Linked DNA regions of Sus scrofa: regions 2 and 3 are each linked to region 1. Evidence: chromatin contacts called from public Hi-C data. All regions are on one chromosome and are shown on one strand. The core of a region is the stretch at or near the end of the contact, and the rest is flanking DNA. Distances in the headings are between cores, read along the strand shown.

What was found. Hi-C and Micro-C count contacts between places; a contact is called where the count stands out from the background.
Region 2: a Hi-C map of liver shows a contact between it and region 1, with 6 times the contacts expected there. The contact joins two enhancer-like sites. A contact is called at or near these places in 1 of 47 Hi-C or Micro-C datasets (liver) and 1 of 2 datasets of contacts at active chromatin or transcription factors (alveolar macrophages).
Region 3: a Hi-C map of liver shows a contact between it and region 1, with 7 times the contacts expected there. The contact joins two enhancer-like sites. A contact is called at or near these places in 1 of 47 Hi-C or Micro-C datasets (liver) and 1 of 2 datasets of contacts at active chromatin or transcription factors (alveolar macrophages).

Annotation. Positions count from the first base shown.
Region 1 is chr4:39,642,241-39,646,328 of Sscrofa11.1, reverse strand. CPQ (carboxypeptidase Q) reads left to right here. Exons shown (of 8, transcript NM_001243691.1): 4 at 3,301-3,412. Among named protein-coding and RNA genes, the nearest start is that of CPQ, 210 kb to the left of the region's middle. Within about 2 kb of position 1,323, at least 9 of the 83 cell types and tissues checked have an H3K27ac peak or open chromatin away from gene starts, as enhancers often do. A contact at or near this core is called in liver, where this site is marked.
Region 2 is chr4:39,942,222-39,946,355 of Sscrofa11.1, reverse strand. No RefSeq gene overlaps it. Among named protein-coding and RNA genes, the nearest start is that of CPQ, 88 kb to the right of the region's middle. Within about 2 kb of position 1,540, at least 3 of the 83 cell types and tissues checked have an H3K27ac peak or open chromatin away from gene starts, as enhancers often do. A contact at or near this core is called in liver, where this site is marked.
Region 3 is chr4:40,019,686-40,023,896 of Sscrofa11.1, reverse strand. All of the region lies in intron 1 of SDC2 (syndecan 2), which reads left to right. Among named protein-coding and RNA genes, the nearest start is that of SDC2, 110 kb to the left of the region's middle. Within about 2 kb of position 1,551, at least 3 of the 83 cell types and tissues checked have an H3K27ac peak or open chromatin away from gene starts, as enhancers often do. A contact at or near this core is called in liver, where this site is marked.

The DNA.
Region 1 (4,088 bases), core at 74-2,573:
GCTAGGGGTCCAGTCAGAGCTACAGCTGCCAGTCTACACCACAGCCACAGCCATGCCAGATCCTAGCTGTGTCTATGACCTACACCACAGCTCACAGCAACTGCGGATCCTTAACCCGCTGATGGAGGCCAAGGGTCTAACGTGCATCCTCACGGATGCTCGTCAGATTTGTTAACCACTGATCCATGACAGGAACTCCTGTTTTAATAATTTTTACTCTTCACTGCATTTGGAGGAGGTGGTTGTAGGAAGGAAATTGGGAAGCGGGGAATTGGTCAGTGCTCTGTCTGCCTCAGGGCTCAGCACAGGAGTGAATGCCCCACTTCTCTGTTGGTTCTAGGCCATGTTACTGCTCTAAGAGCCCCACATCTGGCAACAGAACCAGTGCCTTCTCCTATCTTTTATAAGGTGATTCTTTTTCATAAAACTGGATTTACTATATCTCAGAACCCTGTCTTGTTTTTGTTTCGTTTCCTTAAATCAGATCCAAATGTGTTACAATTCATGCTCATTTCTGCCTGACCCTGGCATAAGGCATAGTGACTTTTCCGCTGGCATCCTTGGTGAGACTGCATTAAGACATTGCTAGCAGGACATCATGTTGAATGAGACCTCCTGCCCCTACTGTTTTCAAGGTCGAAGCTCTTATGATGAGGGAAATTCAAGTTCATCAAAGATGCTACTGAATTAGAAGAAACTTTTTCTCATGGGCTAGTTTTTAAATGAATTAATAATAGAATTACTACTACTATCTCTTGGTGACCCCCAATATATTTTGTAAAAAAAAGGAACACAAACAAACTCATAATTCAAATGGTTTGTGATCATTCTTCCATATCACCATGCCAATAACCTTACCCTACGGGGTGTCATTTAGTTCCTTATCATTCAAAACCATTTTCTCCATCATTTAACTGTTAGTTTAAATAATAATCCTGGATTGGAGAATGGAGGTATTTGAGAAAACATAAAGTATGATAGTAAAACAACCTCACTTATTCTGAAGGAAGTCTGAAGGTTAAACAATAGTTGCCTTAATTTAGTTACTCTTGTGTTATCTCAAGGAAAAATTGATTAAAGTAGATGTTCACACTTTTTATCCCCTGAAACTTTAACTTCATTGGGAAAATGGTTCTGAGGGTGGTGAGAATGTTGACTAATTGGCTTGTCATCCCCAAATGGGATTACACCACTTCTGAATCAGAATTTCCTGCTATTGCAACATGTTTTTTCTTCATCCTTTTTTTTTCCCCCCTTGAAACAATCCATTTGGGTTCATTACATGGCCATTTGTTAGTCTGGGGCATTGTCCTTGTTTGTGACTCCAGTGAAGTCATAGTAGGCTGGGTCTGTTTGTCCATACAGAGTCAGTGCGAGATCCTGCAGCTGCTCAGGGAAGGAGGCAGTGCGAGGGGGCACCCTGATATTTTAACCCCAAATCCTGCTTTCCCAAAGTCATGGGGAATTCTCATGTTAATCATCAAGAAGACTTGCTCAGCTTTGGTTTGCGTACTGCCTATGTAGACATCGACCTATCTAACTTTAAAAAAAAAACAAAACTTTTTATGGAAGTGTAATATTCTCAGAGAACATGCACAGATCCTAAGTGTGTGATGAGATGAGCTTTTGCAAACCAAGGGCACCTGCATAACCAGTACTCAGGTCAAGAAGCAGAGCATGACCAGCGCCCTCTTCTCGACTGTGCCCTCTTCCTTTATTTAAATTTGTAATTTATGTGACTTGATATTTATATATTGCATTATCTAGAAATCATGCCCTTCCTTACCATGGTCGACCATTCTCCTGTTTTGCTTGTTTTGATATTTTATGTAAGTGGAATTATACATAATGTATTATTTTCTGTCTGGCTTTGATTCTTCGCTATGTTCATGAGATTCATGCATTTATCATGTTTCTTCATCCCCACTGCTGTGTAATGTTCCAGGGGTCAGTACAATACATTGTTATTCTGTTGCTGACAGGTATTTGAATAGTTTTCTTGGGGCGGGGCAGGGGCGGGATTGATGCTATTACGAATAGTCCTTGAATGTTCTGGTACATCCTTTCTGGTGAAAGCAGCCGCACACATCCATTCCTGTTGGTGTGTAGCTGGGAGGAGAATTGCTGGGTCCCGGGGTGTGTATGTGTTCAGATTTAGCAGCTAAGCTATTTCCAGGGTGATTGTAAGTATTTATACTCACACTCAATGTTTGAGTACTCTCGGTGCTCCATCTCCTCACCAATATTTTGTGTCTTTTTCCATTTCGTTATTCCAATGGATATGCACTGAATGGGGTTTCATTTATATTTCCTTGATGGTAATGAATCTGAGCAACTTTTAGTATGATTACTAGTGATTTGTGTATCTGTTTTTGTGAATTGTCTTTTCAAGTCTTTTGCCCATTTGTCTATCACTGGACTCTCTTTTCATTACTGTTTCATAGGAGTTCTTTACATAATCTGGCTGTGGGACCTTCACTGAATATAAATATTATAAATATTTTCTCCTCCTCTGTGAGTTGCCTTTTCACTCCTCAGTGGAGTCTTTTGATGAACAAGTATTCCTAATATTTTAAAAGTCCAATTTATTATTCTTTTCTTTTATAGCTTGCACTTTTTGTGCCCAGTTTAAGAAACCTTTGCCTATTGCCAGTGACAGAGCTGTTCTAAGATTTCCTCTAACATCTTTATTTAAATTTGCAATTTATGTGACTTGATATTTATATATTGCATTATCTAGAGATCAAGAGACATACTTTCAATGTGGATAACCTGTTAACCCAGCATCATTTTACTTGGTTTTTACTTTGTTTAAAAGATGTCTATAAAATTTAGTCTCCTTGAAAAAGCACAATAATTAAAAAAAATTAATTACCGTTCTCACTTTTTCACTTGAATGCAATTTAACACATGTTTATTATTTGTCTGCTGGAATTTGAGACAGTTGAGAATATGGTTAAGATTTTGAGATCCATTTTTATGTCATTTAGGTTTTAAGCACTCTAATGACGTTGTCAAACATCCATCAGTAATAAACCATTTTTCTTTAGGACCTAAAATTATATTAATAAAGAGAGGGACAAGGTGGGATATTTTATTACTATTACAATGATCTTATACCCTTTATGTAAATGCCTGTGTACCATGTTTATGCTACTAATGATATAGATCTTTTAAGACATAAAAATAGAAAAGAAAATATAAAAGCTTCATTTCTGTATTTGGAGTGCCTATGAATGCCTCTTCTTTGATGTCATTTCTGCTTAGCTTTTTTTTCCCTCTTTTTATTATTTGTTCTAGGTCGTACTGGTCAGTGGACATCTGGACAGCTGGGACGTCGGGCAGGGTGCCATGGATGATGGTGGTGGAGCCTTTATATCATGGGAAGCACTCTCGCTTATTAAAGATCTTGGTAAATATTTAGAAAGTCGTTAACCAATGTGTGAGGGTGGCAGTGGTGACATGTTTAACTCAACACACACAATACTCAACAGATTAGTTACTGTGGAATGTTCAAAGGTCCTTTTGAGGCCGGTGTGTTTTTTGTCAGTTGATTCTCAGAAAAGAACTCATTTGTCCCCTTAAAGAAAGAAAATTTTATTCAAGTGTCTGCTGGATATCCAAAGTAGCAAAGATGATCAGCCACTAGGGAAAATGAACAAGCAAATAAAACTGTAGCAAATGCAACCGCATCAGCTGGAGACTTTGTAAGAAAGTCATAACCAAGTGCAAAGAAAAATCAGCAGCTCCCCCGCTTCCTTGTCCTTGTTTATCTTTCCAGACATCTTCAAGCTGTTAGCATAGCTTTGCTGCTGTCGTCTTTCCATGACGGAAGTCAAGGAGAGCAAAGCAGTCCTGGAGGAATGATTCCTTTGGCTGCGATAAGGAAGCTAGGATGAAAAATGGAACCTTCCAGGTTAACCTAGACGTGGGAAAGAAAGATGGACAGCCATGAGAAGGAAGGGCTATTTGGGAAAGCAGTTTATTCTGATGATCCTATTGCCAACAAAAAAACCCCATACCTTTCCTCTTTGTGTGCTGGTCGAAAGGTGGATTTTGAGTGAGATGGGAAATAACGAAACAACCTG
Region 2 (4,134 bases), core at 291-2,790, 300 kb before region 1:
CCAGATCTGAGCCATGTCTATGACCTACACCACAGCTCACAGGAACGCTGGATCCCTGACCCACTGAGCAAGGCAAGGGATCGAACTGGATCTCATGGGTACTAGTTGGACTCTTTTGCGCTGAGCTATGGCAAGAACTTCTTTAGCTTTTTCTTGACTCCTTTCTTTTCCCCTCTCTGAAGTCATCTATCCTTTTCTGAATCTCTCCTAGATTTATTCCTGTCTTACCCATATTTGCTGCTGACTTTCTAGTTAGGATTTTCGTCATTTTGCTAGTCTTCTTTTTAATTCACCTTTCTTATTATTGTCAGTTATATCTCACTGGGGAAAAAAAATCACCTCCTGCTTCCCAGGATAAACGCCCCAGTTATTGGAACATTACATGTAGAGAATGGTGTGTACATGGTGCAGAGGTGAATGTCTGAAGATCTAAATTCAAGTCACTTCGTGTTCTTCCTCTCCATTTCCTCAAAGGCAGTTTGTGGCTCAAATGAGAAAGTACTTGTTTGAAAATCTTTGTGAACTTAATGTTCAGATGATGGTGGTTTCTTTATTTCTCTTTCTATGCTATATTTTCAGTCTTTCTCATTTTCAGCCTTATCCCCCTTTTTGAATGAATTCCTCTCTTCCCCTATGCTTAGCCCAAATTTGCTTCTCTCTGTACTCTTCTTAAGCCTGAAATGCCCCTTCTCTTTTCTCTCCTGACAACTAGATCTTAACAATTCTTTAAACCCTGCCTGAAGTTCTGCCTCTGTTATAAAGTCCTTTTTAATTATTTGGATCACCTGTATTCTTTTTTTTTCTTATACTTCATTTTCACTACTGATTATTTACTCTTTAATTTTTGCTTATTTTTCAGTCTCCACAACATATTTTATACCTCTGAGGTAAGGAATCCCGACTTTCACTACTTCTGTACCGTGCTTATTGCTAATCATATAGTTTAAAATAAATAGTTGGTAATTGATTAATTGTAAATTGGGGGAAAGCACTAATCTGCAATAATTGCACTTTGGATATGCTTTGTGAGCATCTCTTTTCCTCATAGGAAGAAATAATTGTGGATTGTTTAGACTGACAGATGCAGAAACAATTTAGCCCAAATTGACAAACCGTTATGGGTTCTGGAACATATGGCAAGTGTTGAATAAAGGTTCATTTGTTCACTTATTCAGTCAACAAGTATTCATTGAGTATCCACTATTTGCCTCACCCTTTCTAGTTATTGTAATACATGCATACTATTAGACATTCAGATATTGAGAATCCAAACATGAATCTGACACGATCCTTATCCTCAGTTGGCTTTATTTAAATGACCAACAGTGACACCATTGGATGATTATAAGGCATTATAGAAAAGTAAATAATATGCTTTGGGCACACAAAGAAAGGTGCAAATTTATTCTGACTTGGATAGTTCAGGAAAGTATTCACAGAGGAGATAGTATTCAGAAAGAAAAATGAAGTGGGCAGGGAGGTAGCTTTGACATCCATGTTTGCTTTTGAACTTTACACAGTGTGTTGTTAAAAATTAACATGCTGTGGAGATTCCACTTCTGGGAGATGGAGTAGATGTACTTTTTTTCTGCTTATCCTACTAAGTACAACTAAAAAACCCCTAAAACTCTATCTATCTACCTAAATGTCTACCTAACTACTCAAACATAAGAAGGCTCGGAAAGGTGGAAAGAAGGCAAACCAGCAAGGGATATTGGGATCTGAGTTCCTTGTTTTTTTTTGTTTTTGTTTTTTTGTCACATATATCAGACTTGGAGCTGAAAAACTGGCAACTTGGAAATGCCAATGCATGCAGATGAAAAAAAAAAAAAAAACAGCAAAACAAAACCCTTACAACCCAACAGGAGCCTGCTCTCTCTCATCAAAGGACGGGGAAGGGCATAGTCTAACAAGATAGAAAACCTTTAGAAAGTAATCACTCTACTCCAGTTAAACATTACAGAAAAAAAATGTAGCCCACTTGACCCATGCCAACAAAGACTGAGTGGGTAGCTTAGATTTATTCCATCATAAGGCTGCTACAGGTATCTCGACATGCTTGCCCCAACCATACTTGGAGAGTAAGTAGAGACCACATGAGGGGCTAAAACTATGACCCATTTGGCAATAATGTACCCCTCCCCTTTCTGCTTGCAAGGTATCAGAGGAGATATCCTGGAGAATCAGGACTTTTCACAATTGTCAGTGGTAATAAGACCATCTCGCTACATAGTCAGTGGAGACCATGTGGAGTATTTGAAACTCCCACTGTCATTCAGAATTTATAAGGAGACCCCTCTGAGTATCAGTGCCAAGTGGGGAACCTGAAATGCTACCTCCACTGGCAGTGTTGTGGTAGCAGCACCTCCTATCCCCTTCTCTTCCTGTAGAGGTATCAGAGGAAACCAGCCAAAATAGAAGGTTTAAAGAAGATCCAGAGTCTTCTAACTTAATACAACAATGTTTGTGTTTCATTTGAAAATCACTTGTCATAATAGAGGAACCAGTGAGATCTCAAACTGAATGAAAAAGAAAATCAATAGATGTCAACACCAAGATGCTGAAGATTTTAGAATTATCTGACAAAGACTTTAAAGCAGCCAGATAAAAATGCTTTAATGAGCGATTACAAACATGCTTGAAACAAGTGAAAAAATAGCCTCAGCAGAGAAATAGAAGATATAAAGAAAAATCAAATGGAAATTTTGTATATGAAAAATACTATAAACAAAATGAATATCTCAGTGAAAGCTCTTAATAGCAAAATGGAGGTGACAGAAGAACAAATTTATAAAAAGGATGATAGAGCAATAGAACTGTGCAATCTGACCAACAGACAAAATATAGACTTGAAAAAAAATGAACAGAATCTCAGGGAGTTGTTGTACTATAAGAAAAGATCTAACATTTCAGGAGAGGAGAAAGAAATCAGAGTTGAAAAAACTCTCAAAGAAATAATGGCTGCAAACTTTCCAAAGAGACATAAATACAGAGATTTAAGAAGCTGAGCAAACTTCAAACAGGATAAACTCTGCCAACACACAGCATGATTAAACTTCTGAAAACTAAAGACAAAGGGAAAAAACCTTGAAAGCAGCCAGAGCAAAATAACACCTTATCTATGGCAAAACATGATTAGACTTGAGAGTAGATTTCTAATCAGACACCATGGAGGCCAGAAGATGTGGCACAATATTTTTAGGTACTAAGACAAAATAATTGTCAACTTTGATATTATGTCTAGCAAACATATCCGTCAAGAATAAAGGGAAAATCAAGACATTCTCAGGTAAAAGGAACAACTTGGAGCAGACCTACTCTAAAAGAATGGCTAAAAGAAGTTCTCTAAAAAGGAAATGATAAACGAAGGAACATTAGGAACATTAAGGAAAGAAAGAATATAGTAAACAGATACATCAGTAAACACAATTGGCTTTTGTTTTCCTCTTGAGTTTTCTTAATTATGTTTGATGGTTGAAGTGAAAACTGTAACACTCTCTAAATGTGATTCTAAATGTATGTAGAGAGAATATTTAAGAAAACTATGCTATAAACATATGACATAACTATATATATATATAATGTAACACCTAGAGCAATCAGTAAAAAGCTATGCAAAGAGATATACTTGAAATCACCACATATAAGTCAAAGTGGAATTCTAAAAAATATCGAAGTAACCCACAGGCAGACAGGGAAAAAACAAACAAACAGAAAAACAAAAAAGTGGAGAGGAAAAAATAGAAAACAAAAAGTAAAACGGCAGGCTTAAGTTTGAATATATTGATAACTGCATTAAATGTAAATGGTGTAAATAAATCAATTAAAAAGCAGATTGGCAGAGAGGATTAAAAAAATGTGGTCCAACTGTATGCTGTCTACAAAGAACTAGTTTCAAATATAACTATATAAGCAGATTGAAAATGAAAGGATAGAAAAATATAAAGAGTTGATTAACATTATTGTAGTAGCTAATAAAGTTACTGTGAATGCTGAATTAGCAATTACTGAACTGCTGATCCTAAGGGAAATGCAGGATTAGGTTCCTGTTAACCTCTGTTCACATTTTTGTCAACTGATCCATATATATTCTTTTTTTTTTTTTTTTTTTTTTTTTTGTCTTTTTAGGGCCAC
Region 3 (4,211 bases), core at 302-2,801, 380 kb before region 1:
TCCTTTCTTCCTTTCTTCCTTTCTTTCTTTCTTCCTTTCTTCCTTTCTTCCTTCCTTCCTTCCTTCCTTCCTTCCTTCCTTCCTTTCTTTCTTTCTTTCTTTCTTTCAAGGGCCACACCTCCAGCATATGGAAGTTCTCAGGCTAGGGGTCTAATTGGAGTTGCAGCTGCTGGCCTGCACCACAGCCACAGCAATGCGGGATCCAAGCCGCATCTGTGACCTGCACCACAGCTCATGGCAACGCCGGATCCTCAACCCACTGAGTGAGGCCAGGGATCGAACCTGCGTCCTCATGGATCCTAGTCAGGTTGGTTATTGCTGAGCCATGATGGGAACTCTGCTTTCCTGCATTTTCTATCCTTAAGGAGTTTTATTTCCTCTTAGGGATTTTGTATGAAGGAAATTGGTATCACCAGGTCTCTGAGTGGCTTTTTTTGGGTCATGGAGCCTGGGGTTTGGGTAGAGGAAGTGGCAGCAGCTGATACTGGAAATGCGGGTGAAGCGATATGGTAGAAGGATGTCTTTCAAAGCTAAAGAGTTTTTATTTCATCCTATAGGTGACGGAAAGCCAATAAGGGATTTTTGGCAGGGGAGTAATTATAGCCACGTTTAAGAATGTACACACTACTATGTATAGAATGGATAACTGGCAAGGACCTGCTGTATAGACCAGAAGAATCTACTCAGTATTCTGTAATAACCTATATGAGAAAAGAGAATGAATATATATATGTCTGGTTCACTTTGCTGTATTCCTGAAAGCAATACAACATTGTAAGTCAACTATACCCAATGACTTTTTTTTTTTTTTTTTTTTTTTGTCTTTTTGCCTTTTCTAGGGCCGCTCCTGTGGCATATGGAGATTCCTAGGCTAAGGGTCGAATCAGAGCTGGAGCTGCCGGCCTACACCAGAGCCACAGCAACGAGGGATCCGAGCTGCATCTGCCACCTACACCCAGCTCTCGGCAATGTCAGATCCTTAACACACTGAGCTAGGCCAGGGATTGAACCCTCAACCTTGTGATTCCTAGTCGGATTCATTAACCACTGCACCATGACAGGAACTCCCTATACCCAATAACATTTTTTTAAAAAGAAAGGAAAGAAAAAAAAAGAGTGATCCCTCAGCATACAGTAGATTCAAAGACAAAGACTTGAGGGTGGCTTAGCCCTTGTAATAGTCCAGACCCAGCGTGTTGAGGTGGCTGCAGTTTGGGGACCGGAGAAGAAGACGTGGAGTTGGAAACAAATGTGTATCTTGCCTGCCTTCCAGGCATTGTGGGGATAGAAAACTCCCAGCAGGGCGCCTTCTCTTCTGGGAAGAGCGGCCTCCCTTATGGAGCCAATTTAGCACTGTTTCCATGGCTGAATGAGGCATAGAGCAGAAACTGCCTTTCTGGTCTGTAGTCCGTTTTCCTCCTTGTTGTACCGGGTTGCTTTCCACCACTTCCCTTTGCTCTCCTGGATGCGCATCTTGCATCAGCTAAGGGAGAAAGGTCTGAAAGACCAGCTTTGTTTTTCTTGCAGCTTGTACTCTGAGCCCTGTTAGCCAACAGTGTTGGTGCTGCCTCACAGAGATGGCCAGTCCCGGATTAAGCCACCTCCTTAGGAAACCCCCCCATCAGGCAGCACCTCTTCGCTCCAGGCTCTGCCTCTGCATGTTTCTTCTCAGGTCCTTTGTCCAGTGGCTGTGTCTCCTCAAGCCCATTGTTCAGGGTGTGTTGGGGTTTTCTGCTTAGGGAGGCAAGGCACAGTTGACTGGGTGTAGAAGCAGTGGTCCTGAGTCTCCCCTGTTCTTGGCTTTTGAGAGATGCACGTCTTGCCCCCGGCCCCCCAGGAATGTTAGTGCAGAAGTCATTTCTCTCCCCAGGTGTGTCAACTGCAGCCACCCTTTATGCACCGACGGTGGCATCTTCACCAAAGGAATTGTCACGCTTGCAAAGGTGTTTTTTGGTTTCAAAAGAAAGAGATTGGAGATGATCTTGGCGTGTTACCTGCTGCAGAGTGGAAAGGAGCCTGCTTAGTCTTATGACGTTGGACTCTATGGAAGGATGGATATTGGTCATTCCCAAGCTTGGTCCTCCTGATGTCAGAGCAGGAGGTAACTTTTAGTGTGATGTCGTTATTATTTGCACCACTCGGATGATGGGGGAACAAATCCTTGTAGCTGCCTTTGTGCACATGAAACATCCCATCAGCCCCTAGAGCGAGCCCCACAGAGCTGGAGCAGCTGAGAGTGAGCCAGATTCTCTGGAGGCGTCCTGACCCCCAGTCTCGGAGTAATTCAGGCTCCCCAGCTTCCTCCTAAGAAGCCGATTGTCCTGAAAAAGTCAGTTGCCCCTCTAGCCACCGCATGTGGTTGCATGTGAGGTGGCCAGAATTCCTTAGGAAGATGATTTTTTTGCCCAGTCTGCCGGTTGCTGTGACAGACGCCTCAGGCCAACAACCCGGTCACCTCATGAATAGAAATTCAGTTTATGAATAGGCGTCAAAGATCTTCGTGTGGCTCATGCTGCCGTAAACTTTTTTGACCCAAGCCAAGAGGAAAATGAAAGCCATTCAGTGTTAAGAAAAAAGCAAACAGGTTTCTGCTTTTAAGTCTCAAGGTTGCTTAAGTAGGTGCCGTGCCATGTGTGTGTGGGACGGGTGGGACCAATGATCTCCCACCCTTTGGATGGAAAGATCTTAACTGTAGGAGTCCTGGAGGCCTTGTAAAACACGTTACCTCTGCAGCCTGAGTCAAAGGCCAATTTGTTTTAGGAAATTTCAGTCGGAAAATATTTACTGAGTCCCCGTGCACACTGAGAGGGGCAGGGAGCACACCCAGGTCACTGAGGGCCTGCCTTCACCTGCAGAAGAGCAAGAGCAAATAGACCTGAAATGATGAAAAATAAAAGAGGTTGTTTTAAACTGTTCATAGGCTCCAAAATCCAAAATAGTAGTTTGTGGAGTTCCCGTCGTGGCGCAGTGTTAATGAATCTGACTAGGAACCATGAGTTGCAGATTGGATCCCTGGCCTTGCTCAGTGGGTTAAGGATCAAGCTGTGGTGTAGGTCGCAGACGTGGCTCGGATCCCGCATTGCTGTGCTGTGGTGTAGGCCGGTGGCTACAGCTCTGATTTGACCCTTAGCCTGGGAACCTCCATATGCCATGGGAGCGGCCCTAGAAGAGGCAAAAAAAAAAAAAAAAAAAAATAGTGGTTTGTTACAGGGGACAGGTAAGGGCTAGAGAAGTCAGAGCCTGTTTTATAGATAAGATTTGAGAGAAAGCACAAGAGGAGAGGGTCCTATAGCTGAAGTTTACAGAACAGGAGTTCCGTTGTGGCTCAGCAGGTGAAGAACCCGACTGGTATCTGTGAGGACAGGGGTTCAATCCCGGGCCTCGCTCAGTGGGTTAAGGATCTGGTATTGCCGTGAGCTGTGCTATAGGTCGCAGATGCGGCTCAGATCTGGTGTTGCTGTGGCTGTGGTGCAGGCCGGCAGCTGCAGCTCCGACTGGACCCCTAGCCTGGGAGCCTTCATATGCCACGGGTGTGGCCCTAAAAAGCAGAAATTCACAGGGCAAAGTTTAATACCAGCAGGACCACAAAAAGCCCAAGTGGCACTTACTGAGCATCTCCTATACACCAGGTACTGTGATTATAGGGAGTCGGGGTGGCTTGAAGATATATGAGATACAGTCCCCACCCTCAAAGGGGCTGAAAGTCTAGTGGGATCAGTGATGCCAATGGGCTTGGGAATTACAGCCTGGGATGGTGTGAGCCTTAGAGACCCGTATCCAGCAGAAGGGCCTCAGATGGCAGAGTTAAGCTCTGACTCTTCTAGCAGAAAAGTCCCAGCATACTCTTGGCTTGAGGTGGCCCCTCAGAGCCTGCAGGCCAGGCCACTGGGAAACCAGTCCCTAAGGTCTCAGTTCTCAAAATGTGCTGATACGGTTGCTGCAACAAAGTGGATGCCTGTACCTTCCTGCACATGGGTTCAGATTGAGGCCACTGGAGCCTCTCCACCCAGAAGCCAAAATCTGAGTGAGGAAAGTGATGCTGGGTTGGGAGGTGGCCCCATCATGCCAGGCCCAGTGAGAGCTGGAACAGGAGGCTTTATTTTAAGATGAAATCAAATGAAAGACACTGTAGGAAGGGAAACATTTTTTATCATTCTTGTTAGAAACAAATATTCAATTCGGTTTTGTGTGTGTGTGTCTTTTCTAGGGCT